Regions from separate parts of the Mus musculus genome. Here regions 1 and 2 are each linked to region 3. Evidence: chromatin contacts called from public Hi-C and HiChIP or PLAC-seq data. All regions are on one chromosome and are shown on one strand. Each heading gives the region's core, a stretch centred on a gene start, on an enhancer-like site or on the middle of the called end of the contact. The rest is flanking DNA. Distances are from core to core; before and after follow the strand shown. Region 1 overlaps Fchsd2 (FCH and double SH3 domains 2). Region 2 overlaps Fchsd2 (FCH and double SH3 domains 2). Region 3 holds the start of P2ry2 (purinergic receptor P2Y, G-protein coupled 2).

Region 1 (4,302 bases), core at 142-2,641, 220 kb before region 3:
AAATTATGATATCTAACATTGTTCTTCTTTCTTTTATTCCTTGAATGTTATTTATTTATTTTATTCCTTGTATGTTAGTATGTTATTTATAAGAATCATGTATATAAATTTTACAATAATTATTTTTGTACTTTGTGTCTGGCTTTTACATCAAGCTTTTAATATAAAATTGACTTGAAATAAAACAAAACCTGTCCCCGAAGCAGAGTAATAGTGCTGAATCTTCTTTTACCACTAGATGGCACCATTGAGTACTATAAACAGGCAGTGCAAATAAATGCCTTAAATATATTTAAAAAATTTTAATTAGATATTTTCTTTATTTACATTTCAAATCTTATCCCCTTTCCTAGTTTCCTCTCCAAAAATCTCCTATCTCCTCCCCCCCCCCCCCGCTCCCCAACCCACCCACTCCAACTTCCTGGCCCTGGCATTCCCCTATACTAGAAATGCCTTAAATATAAACTTCAAATAGTTATGAACATTTTGGACACTGTAGTGTGTTGAGATGGAATTAAAATTTCTACCTTAAATCATGATTTTCATGAATTTGTTTTAAAAAGAGACATGTTTTCTGATATGAAGTTTTTGACTTAGAAATATTCTTAGTAGCTCATCCTAATAATCTTGTTTGGAAGAAATAGCTCATTTTACCTATATACAAGACATGATAATATAGGTATCATGAACAAGGCGTGCAGTTTAAGGTGAACTATATTCCTATGTAGTCTGAATGATATTGCTATTGAGTGTCAACTGTACTTAGGCATTATACTAGCTATCTGAGTATGAGTACCAGAAAACAGGGAAGAAAGGAAAGAAATCAAAGCTTTTTAACAGTTAACTAGCAGTGCTAGTGATCAAACCTTTGCACTTCGCACATGCAAAGTGTACACTCTAACACAGAGCTATACTGCTAACCTACCAAGTTCTTTTGTTATTTCTTAGCAATTTCCTATTCCAGTTATTTCTGCCAACCCATTTCCTTTCAAGATAGTATTACATAGCCCTGGGTGGTCTGAATCTCACTATGAATACCAGGCTAGTCTCAAATTCACAGAGATCTGCCTGACTCTGTCTCTGGAGTGCTCAGATAAAAGGTATATGTAACCATGCCTGGTCCTGACATCCCACTTCGCACTGCATCAGGGAGGATACCCCTGACTTGTATTTTATATGACTGACTATTCAACACTCTTCCCTGGCCAGGCATTATGTTCAGGATAGGTTTTGTTTGTTTTGAACTTTACCACTGACCGAATAGTTTGGACATGGCTTCTGTCTGACCCCTTGTTCACCTGTTTGCCATTTCCCTTCCCTGCAACACTTTCCCTAAACTAAGCCTCTCTGAGCTCTACCAGCACTTCTCTTGCCTCTGAGCTCACATGTCACATGTCACAGGCCCTTTCCTCATCCTCTCTCCCTGCCTTGCTCATTATCATTCAGCCTTAAGGGCTTCTCTTGATCGCTGTGAACTCTGGATGGTTCTTGTCTTTTTACCTCGTGGCTTTATCTTGTGCTTCTGACGCTTGCCTGTCCTTCTTTTGGTTATTGAACTCTATGAACAGGAAGGGCCATGCCAGTCTGTTTAGCATTGAATCTTGAGGGTCAAACATGGAGCCTGAAATACTGACAATGTTCAGCAAATAACTGTTTGATAAGTAACGTATTGGATCAGAATTTATAGGTTTAAAACTATGGGTGAATCCACATTAGCCCTCATGACTGAAAAGCCTGATGGTATTACAGCAAAAGAGAAGCAACTGAGTTCACAAACTGTACGATGTGGAAGGTCCTAAACTTAAAAAAAAAAAAGTGTGTGTGCACTAAATAAAACGTTGCCTTCTTTTTCCCTTTTATTATTACAAAATAACTATAGTTTATATCAACCATATTCCAAACTCTGTCTTTTGGTTATATTATAAGAAAAACCTTGATTTGCACTGATAATTGATTATAAATAATTAATACTTTGCCTTCCTATATTTTTATTCCTCTTCAACACAGATCAAAAGCCTTATAGTAGACTGCTGAGACCCTACTGTCTTGGGTCCTGAAACCCTGACTAGGGATGGTGAGGGAATGAAGAAAGGACGCACAGACAACACACAGCAAAGCAGGGGTCAGATGGGGTACTACTACTTGCTACCGTGGGCAACTCAGAACCTCAGTGTGTTTTTTAGGGACTGGACGTGGGGAGGGGCTAGTCTTGTAAACAGCAGTCAGGCTGAGGCTGTAAATATCTGGGAGGAGGGAGCTTCAGTTGCTGCTTTCAGAGGTCACTTCCTTACACACAAGACTCTGGAGGAAAGCTTTTCCCTCTTGAACCTGGCCCACATGGCAATGGCTTTGACAATTTCCCATGGGTCCAAGGCCTTGGAGACCTTGGCATGGCTGTGCCCATGTTGACACTACACATTCACCCAGGACTACACACACTCAGGGCTTCCTCTGCTTCCTATAGTAGACAATTTTTTATTTTAAAGTTGATCAAGCAAATACAAATGATAATATGTTTCTTAAATTTTTAAAGTAAAAACTATTCTTAAAAATTATTTTTAATTATTTGTATCTGTGGATGCTCATGGAGACTAGGGGTATCAGATCCCCTGCTTGGAGCAGGCAACTGTAAGCAGCCTAATGCAGGTGCTGGCATGTGTACTTGGGTCCTACTGTGCCATCACCCTGTTCCCTTAAAGTAAGAACTATTTAAATGGTAAACGATAGGAGAAGCAAAACTCTGAAGGTGTGACATGGGCATACATAGTGATGGTTCATGTGAATAGTAATTTACGTGCTCTGTATGACTTCCTGGATTGCCTCTAATACTTAAAACTTTAGTAGGTAAGTCATCCAAGTGTATCTTTCAAAACTTTTGACTATTTAATATGAGTTTTCAGTGGCTTTTAAAATTATTTTATGTGTATCAGTGTTTTGGCTGCATGTATCTATGTGTACTATGTGCAAGCCCAGTGCCCACGGAGATCAGAAGAAGGTGATGGAACTCCTGAGACTAAAATTACATACAGATGGTTGTGTGCCACCATGTAGGTGCTGGGAATCATGCCAGGGTCCTCTGTAAGATCAAGAAGTGTTCCTAACTGTGGAACCAACTATTCATCCCCTTAATACAAATATTTAGGAAAAGAATTCTGTAATACTTAAATTGAGAAACCATAAGCCTTAAGTCAGGACATAGGAATAGTCCAACGGCATTTAAAAACCCAAAAGCACTGAATTTGAATGTCTTTAAGCAGCTGTGTTTCTTTGTGGTTAGCTAGAGACTAAATGGAAATGTTTCTCTACATATTCTTTCTGTTTTTTTTTTTTTAACTCATTCTATTTGCATGGTCTTTAACATCTATTGAGTATGGAATACAAGTTCATAAGGGCAAGTATTCAAATAGGAAGGGAAAAGGGGGGCATCATAAAGACAAAATGAGAAATGGAATTCTAGTGTCCTCTACTCAACATGTGCTTTACAGGAAAAGTATGAATTTCTTGGAACTTGCTCAAGAGGAAAGTTATGATGAGCTAGGAATTAGGAGAAAAAAACATGTCGTTTTTTTTCTAAGCATTTGATGTAATTTCCCCTTAAGAGAGAACTTTAAACAGTGGCCTCCTTATTTAGATTCAGGAAGGTCAGACTCTGTACTCAGCATTACCCTGAGATCTTCCTTCAAGCTGACTAGAAAAACAAGCTCCTCTTTTTCTGAGACCACTGGACATTTCTAAAATAGTGCTGGGCAAAAGTCAAGGAAATAAATATCAAGATGATAAATGTAAGATAGCTTAAAATTAAATCATGAAATCCTTCAGTCCTCCTCTGCTGACACTGGAAGAAAAACACTGATAGTCAACTTGCTTTTATCTGTTTTCAGAAGTCCCCAAATTGTAACAGTAAATAAAAAAAAATTAACCTTTTATAAATCTAAAATCTAAAGAAATTAAAGCAAGTCCTGGGCTGCATTTCTTAAGTGTAAATATCTTAGCCCATGACTCAATCTGCCGAGTGATATGAAGTAAAATTAGAAATACCTTATCTAGTTTTATACTTGGTCATTTCACTTAAAAGCTCTGAGTTACTTTAGGTTCTGTGAAGAAGAAGCAAATAAGATAGTTTTTGAGTTACAAAGCAAAGCAAGGAAAGACTCTAATATTGCTTTTCTAAAAGTTGTACTTTCTACTGAGTACCCACTAGCAGGAAGAGATATCAGGCTGAGAGATTTGCCCAACTACTGTGGCCATCTCCAGTGTGCTGCAATCCTGGAAGACACAGGCTGCAAGTCCCCTACCACATAA
Region 2 (4,528 bases), core at 908-3,407, 200 kb before region 3:
CTAACCATCAACTACTCTTTTGCATTTCTCTTTTTAAAATCATATTTGTATTTTTTATTCTTAGGTGCTTTTATTTTTCATATTAACTTCTACGTTATCATGTGACTAGTGACTTGTCAGATATTCAGAAGTGGTAGTTGTGGCAGAAACTGTTCTTCCTTCCCTCCTGGGTATATGATAAGACTGCAATTCCTAGACTCTTCTGCTATTGCTAGGTATGGCCATGTCACTAAGCTTTCTTTTTATAACTTGAGTGGAGTAATTAATGCATGCGACTTTGTAGACTAGATCTCAGGAAAATAGGTGTGTCTACTCCATGATCTCATTCTCTTACTCACTGGCTATAATCCAAATAAGTGAGTCCTTAATGTTGGTCAGGCCAATGATGAGAGTTAAACAATGGAGCTGTCCTGGTACCTTCATCCTTGGATAACTTCAGAAAGTAGAACCTATTTATTAACCCTAAACTACTGTATGAGAAGTATTATCTTGTAGGAACCATCATAATTTGGAGTCTCTCTAGTTTAGTCATTTAGTCTTTATCCCAACTAATATAAACTTAGTATGTTTCAGTAGAATACTGCTGTAACAGAAGACTAACAGAAGTGGTATCTGCTGAGTGGTAGTGTAGAAAGCAGCAAGGAGATGTGCTGCAAGACTGGGAAGCAGGCCAGGATTATAAACCTTGTGTTTTAGGGCAGCATCTCTAACCCTCCTGTCTGCTAGGACCCTCACCTAGATGTAAAGCACAAGACTTAATGTAAAGCATTTAGCTCAATTGTCACGTATTGTTACTGTCATGCATTTTTAAAAACTGAGTTTGTTGTGGCTAAGAGATGGCTCAAAGGTTGAGTGCTTGCTGCTCTTGCAGAGGACCAGAGTTAGGTTCCCAGCACCTCCATCAGGCAGGCAATTCACAAGTCTGTGACTCTAATTCCCAGAGGATCTGATTCCCTCTAGCCTTCGTGGGCACCTACATGTACATGGTGCACATAAATTCATATAGGTGTGCGTGTGCGTGTGTGTACTTGAGGGAGGGTGTTAAAATTTGGAATTGTTAAATCTATTACTATTTTTCCATGTATCACTTGTCTTTGCTTTAAAATCACACTCTAACACTCACTAAGCTTGGATAAATATTCACTCATATTTTTGTCTATTTTTCACAAATATACTATCAAATATAGGCTGGTATGCTGTAAAAAGCCCTTTTATTTTTTACATTTTTTATTGGTTATTTTATGTATTGACATTTCAAATGTTATCCTCCTTCCCAGTTTCTCCACCACAAACCCCTATCCTCTCCCCCATCCCCCTGCCTTTATGAGGGAGCTCCTCCATCTGCCCACCCACTCCTGCCTCATTGCCCTAGCATTCCCCTACCCTGGGTCATTGAGCCTCCACTGGACAAAGGGGCTCCCCTCCCAGTGATGCCCGATAAGGCAGTCCTCTTCTACATATCCAGCTGGAGCCATGGGTCCCTGGTGTGTACTCTTTGGTTAAAAAGCACTTTTTAAGAGTCTAAACATTCTATCTTTCATAATCTTTCACTTTTCCACTGACTTGAAGTCTATTTTCAGTCTTATAAATTCTAAATATCTAGCTGCAATTAATCATGGCTTAAGAGGAAATGAGGCAAACCCAGTATAGCAGATAAAATTCCCTTTTCCGTGCAGCTGATGGAAAAAAAATCCTAGCTGACAAAAATCACACACACACACACACACACAAAAACCCCATATGCTTCCTTCACTTAAAAAACAAACTTCTGAATTTACACTCTCAACAGGTACAGTTTAGAAGAGTTCTATTCGGGGTAAGAACAACAACAAAAAAAACCTCCCCAGTTTCCTGGTACATTTGCATATTTTACCAAAGGCTAGGAGGAGGAAGAGCACCAAAAGTGTCCTCTGGAAACTCCCCATGAACCACAACTGTATTGGTCCTGCTTGGTCACTCAAGACAAAGCAAACACTCTCTATTTTAGTGCTAGAAAGATAAATAAGGTCTCTAAGGGGAAAGCTAATATTAGTTTTCACTGGTTCAGAGTAGAAACTATTGTAATCTTGTTCTCTTTTTCTTAAGATTTATTTATGTTATTTTATATGTATGAATGTTTTGCTCACATGTATGTCTATGCACCACTCATATGCCTGGTGCCTGTGAGATCAGAAGGAGGTGTCAGATCCTCTGTGAGTTACAGATGGTTGTGAGGTACCATGTGGGTGTTGGGAATTGAACCCTGGTTCTCTGTAAGAACAAAGCTCTTACCTGCTGATCTATTTCTGTCGCCCTCTCTTGTTCCTTACTTATACCCTCATCTTTACTTTGAAGTGATAAATTAACTAAGAAATGTAAGAAGTTACTTCTGAGACACTGAGTTTCATTAGTAAGATGATGAAAGGTAAAAAGAAAAATGTGTATCTGAAGAACCCCTCTACTGCAATTTATGCACAGGGTATTGCTAGCCACAGTTCTGCAGATGGGTAAAGAAGATCTCACCAGTTCACAAGCAGAGTGAAATGATCAGTGTACTTTGGAGGAGGGCTCCTGTAGCAAAACAATGCATACATACATAGTTATTTGAATTCAGAATTTTGAAACAAGGTCTCATATGGTAACACATGCTGGCCTTGAAACCAAAGTGATTCTTGTCTTAGTCACCCTGAACATCCATGTGCTTATATTGCAAGGTTGAACTGATACACCTGGCATGACTTCTTCCTATGGTCAAGAGTTCACCTTATCTAAAGCCTTAGATGTCTCGATGTAAACACAACTACTCTTCTACTTGTTTTACATGAAATTTCAAAACTTGTGTTACTAAAAGTGGAAAGGGCAAGAGGAACTTATGTATTGGTGTCTCAATAGAAGTTGAAACAAAGAAGGTACTAGATAGTAAGAAAATTAATGTGCTAGAAGACACAAGATAGTTCTCGGTCAGAAAGGCTATTAGGAAGGAAATTCTTTGAGACATGATGCAGAGAAGACCTAACATGCCCAGAAACTAGGGCAGCAAGCAAACCCCAGATCTTAGTGTTCCACATACTTCTCAATTCCATTAATAGCTTGTGTTAAGATCTCTAATCTCAAATTCAATTTTATTTTAAGACAGGGTCTCTCTATTTAACCCTTGGCTGTCCTAGAACTCACTATATTGGCCAGGCTAGCCGGGAACTCATAGAAATCAGCCTGCCTCTGCCTTCCACTATAGAGTGCTGGGATTAAAGCTGCACAACACCATGCCCAGCTCAAATTAAAATTTTAAAGCATCTGAACTTGGAAAGCTAACTCCTCTCAATAACATCAGCTTTGAGCTTATGTGATACTAAATCTTCTTGTAACTGAGTAAAACGCCTCATTTATAGCTATATGAAAGATAATATGCTATAATAACAAAGCCAGCATGGTACTGGCACAAAACAGACATAAAGCAATAGAACAGAATGGAGGACCCAGAAATAAACCCACACATTAATAAGCACCCATCTTAGACAAATCATCATAAATACTCATTGGAAATGAAGGAATTTAACAAATGGTCCTTTGAAAACTAGGTGTCCACATATAAGAGCGAAACTAGATCCTTAATCTGACCAAAAATCAATTCAAAATGGAGCCAAATATGGAACCAGACTAAAAAGCTGAATGAATAAAAAGATGCTATAAAAATGAATACTTACATGAACAATGGGATTTTATTAAGCTGTAAAGAAGAATGTAATGATGACTTTTGCATGAAAATGGATGGAACCAGAGATTATGTTAAGTAAAATAAACCAGACTCAGAATAACAAACACTGCATTTTTCATCTGTAGAATCTAGATTAAATTTACATGGGCACAACATGCACCTCTGACCCCACACACACATGACATAAATGTAGAAAGAGAATTATAAAAGAAGAGGAAAGGATCTAAACTGGAAGAGGTTGGTGAAGGGCAAATAACTAAGTATAACAGTGAGTATGAGTCTGAGTGTGTGAAAATGTCACTGTGAAAATTATCATGCCATATACTATAAGAATAAAATAATGCTACCATATCACTAAATAAATTTCATCCAAATTAACTTACTAAACTTGAAACAAAAATATGTCTCACTTAAAATTTTAACTAAAGGGGCTGGAGAGATGGCTCAGTGGTTAAGAGCACTAACTGCTCTTCCGAAGGTCCTGAGTTCAAATCCCAGCAACCACATGATGGCTCACAACCATCCGTAACAAGATCTGACAGCCTCTTCTGGAGTGTCTGAAGGCAGCTACAGTGTACTTACATATAATAAATAAATAAATCTTAAAAAAATTTTTTTTAACTAAACATAAAATTCACTTATTATATCTGGTCCTTAAGTGAAACCTGTTTGCCATGTCCCTTTTTTTTTAAAAGTTACAACTCTCAGTACTATAGCATCCATTTTGTAGGCTACTCAAAAGTTCTCTCAGCCTTGATAAAGTTGGTGGTAGATATGGAAGATCAGCACAGAGTACGCAATAATGAAGAAACTTGAGGGGTTGAAATATACTCC
Region 3 (4,498 bases), core at 1,451-3,950:
CAGCACACTGAGAGGTATGGCATCTGGAAGGAGTCTTAGAAGATCAGTGGTTGGGAGTCAAGAGAAGCAGGCCAAACAGAGAAATACAGGGGCAGAGGGAGTGGCCAGCACCCAGCAGGCGGTGAGTGAGGGTTCAGGGTTTCAGCCTGCCTAGCTAAATGGAAGCAGGAGAGAAGGCAGAGAGGGAAAAACCTGGAGTGGAGGCTGGGAAGCTGGGCTGCCTCGAGGGCAGAGGAAGCCCCCAAGAGAGTGTGAAGCAAAGTGTGTCAGTGAGGGGGGACAGAGGCACAATTCTGGCAGTGACAGAGGGTTGGAGGGCTGCGTTAGAGGCTTGGCCAGGCAGGGACTCCCCACCCCCACCACCCCCCACCCCGCCTGCCCACCCGCCCACATCTTAGATTCTCAGAGCAGGAGGTTTTCTCATGGGATGGGGATGCCTGCCAGCCGGCAAATGCTTGCTCAGGGATGGAGAGACAGGAAACCTTCTAATGTGAGGTGGGCCGGGGGAGCCAGGACTGGCGCTTTGACAATCCCCTCCTGAACTTCTGTTGCTAATGCAGATGCCCCTGTGGCTTCATTACACTTCACAGGGACCATTACAGCGCCTGGGCCTTACCATTAGCCTGCTTTGGCTGCGAGATTCAGGGAGACGCCCTCAGTGCTGGTCTACACTTCATAGGGTACTCACTGTGTCTCACAGAGCTCCCATTTCCTGGCTGGATCAATAGAGGTTCTAAACTCTTTCAGTTGCAAACTCTCAAGTCCAGAGTACGTGAAAATATGAACGCAAATGTGCTCAAACTGGAATGCGATGGGGGTGGGGGTGGGGGTGGGGGTGGGGGTGGGGGGTGGGTAGGGAAGTCTACTGGATTTGGTGATCTACAAAATCTGAGGATTGGGAAACCTAACCTCCCAGGCTCTTCTGAGAGGGGATACTCACTCTGCAGACCCAGAAAGCTCAGGATCATGGGCAAGACCCCAAATAAGGACATTTAGTCAGAACAGCAAGACAGGAGTACATAACACATTGTGCAGAAAAGAAGATGGAGAGCCAGGCGTGGTAGCACATGCCTAGAATATCAGCTCTCAAGAGGCTGAGTCAGGAGGACTGCTGAATGAGGCCAGCCTGAATTACATGGTGAGTTCAAGGCCAACAGGGCCTACATAGGGAGATCCTAGCTATAAACAAACAAACAAACAACAAAAAGAGGGCTGAATCTTAGAAAGTAGACACAGAAAAAGTGAAGGAAGACTTGAATCTGAGTACTCGGGCTTTACCAGGTCACCTGACATGATGTCATGTACCTTGGGAATGTCGTTTCTTTGGCTATAAAGTAAAGGAATTGGACCACAGCAAGGGTAAAGTCCAAGACTGCCCACTGTCCAGCCTGTGGGTCTTCTAGAGGCTAGGATCCATCCTGGGTCCTAGGGGAAGCAGCAGAAAAAGACCTGACGGCTCAGAAGGGAGATCAGGAAAAGGAAATCCGCTGGGATTTCAATAACCAGAAAGACTTCCCTCACACGAGGACCCTAAAGCCACAAGGGTGGCTGTGGAGAGATCTAGATTTCTGGAAGCTGCCTGCACCAGCTCCCATAGCCAGCAGAGGTTAGACAAGGAGCCTTTGTGTCTGCTCAAAGGCCCCAGGAGGCTGCAGAGAGGCTCAGCCACCCAGCTCTGTGTATTCACCCTTCTCACTCTGGACAGGGCTGCAGATCGGACCCTTTCTGGACCCCTCCAGGGGCTGCGAATGGGACTTTAGTCAGCGGATACACAACTAACAAAGTCTACAGCCCTTGGGCAGAGAGCAAACTCCTCACCATAGGAAAAGGCTTGTTCTGAACTTGTCCGTTTATTTGGCCACCCCAAGACTCCCTGGATGGACACGAAAAGTAGGATCATGGAAGGACTGGCTTCATTTCGCAGAAAATGTGTCTTACAGTGCTAAAGGTGGCCTAGAACTTATACTAACAGATGCCTGAGTCAGAAATGGGAGGGGGCAGACACCCTCTCATTCATCCACCCCTTCACAGGACAGCAGTGAGGTGGCTGGTGTGGTCCTTGCCTTTTTGAGCTCAAACTAGGACAGGAATGGGGTTTGTGACTACAGAAAGTCTTCAGAGCAGGCCAGAGAGAAGAATTGAGGCAGTTCAAGATGAGAGATCAAACTAAACCAGGACTTCATGGACCCGTTAGTGACCTGAACGAAGAGCAAAAGCAGACGGAGGTGGTGAAGCCGGCAAAGATTTCTGCTGGTACCAGCAGTCTGAAAGCACATCCATCTGTCCATCCGTAAGTGACGCGGGATGGGGCAGCAGCGGAGGGAAGGCTGAGGGTCAGTATAAAGGTCCATCGGTGGGCAGTGACAGGAGCCAGGCCAGCACAAAGCAAACCTTGTAAAACTTGGGCGTCGCTGAAAATCGGTGAGCTAAGCAGGTGACCTCTGCTCAGCCAGGACGGTCGCCTTCCGCCTCTCCTTGCTCAACAGCCGTGGCGGACACGCTGACCGGCGGCGACACTGACCGACCGCGTCCCCAAGCGGGTGGCAGACTGGAAGCATCTGTTTAGAAGGGTTGGGGGCGGCTCCGGCGTCTGCCCAGAGTCTGCCCCGCCCTCCTGCTCACAGCCAGGCTATGGGGTGCGGAGCGGGGCGGAGTAGGGCGGGGACCGCGGCGCTTCCAGGCACGTGGGACCCTGCGCCACTCGGCATGGGACTCGGGCACCAGGAACAGCGGCGGCAGCCCTTGGAGGGGACCAGCGCAGCGGGGAGGTGAGAGGTGCTTCCTAGAGGGGAGCGGACACCAAGAGAGGTCGCCAAGTGAGGCCTGGGGACGGGAGCGCCGGTCGAGTCAGCGCCAAACAGGGAGAGCCCATTACGTGACTGTCCCGAGGGCTCGGGCTCCCAGCCCTTGTACTGCGCAAAACTGGGCGGTGAGAGCCGGCTGCCGGTGCGCTGATGAACTTTGTTTCCTCTAGAGCGTGATCTCGGTGAGTGTCATCTTGGTGTGTTTACCAGCATACTGGGGGAATCTGTGTGTTAGTGGGCAAATGCGCACACCCTTAGGGTGTGAGTGACTGAACTTAGTCTGTGTGTACCCCTGGGGCGTAAGTCTGTGGGCTAAGAGACCTGGGAATCCTGGAGACTTCTTGCGCTTGGACTCTTAACTCTCCCCAGAGTCAGTCTGGGTAGCTCACTCGGTGTCAGTGAGGTGTCAGTGAGGAACCGGAGGCAGTGGCAGCAGCGGCGGGGTTGTGGGGTTGGGAGTGGGGGGTGCGGTGGGGTGGGAATGTGGGTTGCTAGTGCAATTTCATATAAGGACAGTTAAGACTTTGATCTGTCTGGAAACTTTTAATCGGGCAGGTGGTGCTGTATGAAGGGTCAGGCAGAAGAAAGACAGTGTTCACCTCACTAGGGCTACAGTGTGTGTGTGTGTGTGTGTGTGTGTGTGTGTGTGTGTGTGTGTGTTACTGATCTCCAGGAGCTAGACCCAAGTGTAGATCCTTCTGGGAACTAGCCTTTCCAGTTTGGAGATTTATAGGGCTAGGTGACTGCTGTGCTCAGAATGGCATCCCTAGAGTCCCTGGGTCAGCAGCCTTGTTTTGGATCAAGTTTGGAATAGTGGCTTTTGAAGATCAGGCTGGGGCGGCAGGGAAGTGGCAATTATCTGTGGGTGGGAGTGGGAGGAAGGAGAGTCTCTGAACAGACTCTACACTGCTGCCAGTGTGGGTCCTGCATGAGGGCTGGGGACAAGCCCTGCTGCGGAGGTCTGCCCCTCTCCTTTTCCATGCTTTGGATACTCCAGAGTTTTGAGGACATGGGCAGGTTGGCATACTGGGTAATCCTCAGAAATGGCTGCCCAGATGCAGAGTGAGGTTGTGGCCTTTCCGGGATCCCTTTTGCCCACCTACCCCAGGCACCAGATGAGCATGTGAGGATGTCACCAAGGCCTCATGGGTGACACCAGGAGTTCTTTAATTTCCTGGCTGTAGTCTTTCTTCTTAATGAGAAGTGCTTATGCTACTATTGGAATGTTGTTGAACTGTTACTTGTTACAGTTTATAAGAATCCCTCATCTTTTCCTCCTAAAGGCCCCATGAGAAAGGAACTATTGCCTTTATTTTGTAGATCAGAAAATAGAGGCTTGGAGAATGTCTTCTCTAAGGTCACAAAGCTACATAAATAAAACCTGGGACTCCGCTTACCTGCCCCAGCTGAGGCCTCCCTGCCCAGGGCCAAAGTTTCAGGATGAGGCAGTGCTACTTATTTCTAGGCTGAGGGGAGTTTGATTTCTCCAGTGTCTCACTCTGTGTCCTGGATGTCAGTCTATGGACCAGGCTGACCCCCAACTCGCGGAGACCTGTCCATAGCCTAACTCTGGAACTCTAGGATTAAAGGCAAGCACCACCATGCCTGGCTGCCCCCAGGAGCCTTTCTTTGGGTCTTTCTTGTGGCCTAATTGCCCAGCTGTTTATGGGATGACCACCATTATCCCCAGGTCT

The links. Hi-C and Micro-C count contacts between places; a contact is called where the count stands out from the background. HiChIP or PLAC-seq counts read pairs in DNA pulled down with a chosen protein or histone mark.
Region 1: a contact with region 3 is called in an H3K4me3 HiChIP or PLAC-seq map of microglia, with 6 times the contacts expected there. The contact joins the enhancer-like site here to the promoter of P2ry2 in region 3. A contact is called at or near these places in 12 of 39 promoter capture datasets (the 3T3-L1 cell line, the HPC-7 cell line, HPC-7-derived erythroid cells and 7 more), 1 of 15 datasets of contacts at CTCF or cohesin (large pre-B cells), 1 of 484 Hi-C or Micro-C datasets (bone marrow-derived macrophages), 9 of 115 datasets of contacts at active chromatin or transcription factors (CD8 T cells, the HPC-7 cell line, bone marrow-derived macrophages and 4 more) and 4 of 9 other capture datasets (adipose tissue, liver, macrophages and 1 more).
Region 2: a Hi-C map of bone marrow-derived macrophages shows a contact between it and region 3, with 28 read pairs. The contact joins the enhancer-like site here to the promoter of P2ry2 in region 3. A contact is called at or near these places in 8 of 39 promoter capture datasets (the 3T3-L1 cell line, embryonic stem cells, hippocampal neurons and 4 more), 2 of 484 Hi-C or Micro-C datasets (bone marrow-derived macrophages and nephron progenitors), 6 of 115 datasets of contacts at active chromatin or transcription factors (CD8 T cells, the HPC-7 cell line, bone marrow-derived macrophages and 2 more) and 4 of 9 other capture datasets (adipose tissue, liver, macrophages and 1 more).

What each region holds. Positions count from the first base shown.
Region 1 is chr7:101,227,585-101,231,886 of GRCm38.p6, reverse strand. The region is part of intron 8 of Fchsd2 (FCH and double SH3 domains 2); the gene reads right to left. Among named protein-coding and RNA genes, the nearest start is that of Gm50587, 29 kb to the left of the region's middle. Within about 2 kb of position 1,391, at least 15 of the 459 cell types and tissues checked have an H3K27ac peak or open chromatin away from gene starts, as enhancers often do. A contact at or near this core is called in the HPC-7 cell line, bone marrow-derived macrophages and microglia, where this site is marked.
Region 2 is chr7:101,211,355-101,215,882 of GRCm38.p6, reverse strand. All of the region lies in intron 8 of Fchsd2 (FCH and double SH3 domains 2), which reads right to left. Among named protein-coding and RNA genes, the nearest start is that of Gm50587, 45 kb to the left of the region's middle. Within about 2 kb of position 2,157, at least 48 of the 459 cell types and tissues checked have an H3K27ac peak or open chromatin away from gene starts, as enhancers often do. A contact at or near this core is called in CD8 T cells and bone marrow-derived macrophages, where this site is marked.
Region 3 is chr7:101,010,200-101,014,697 of GRCm38.p6, reverse strand. It overlaps P2ry2 (purinergic receptor P2Y, G-protein coupled 2), which reads left to right and starts at 2,700. Exons shown (of 3, transcript NM_008773.4): 1 at 2,700-2,986.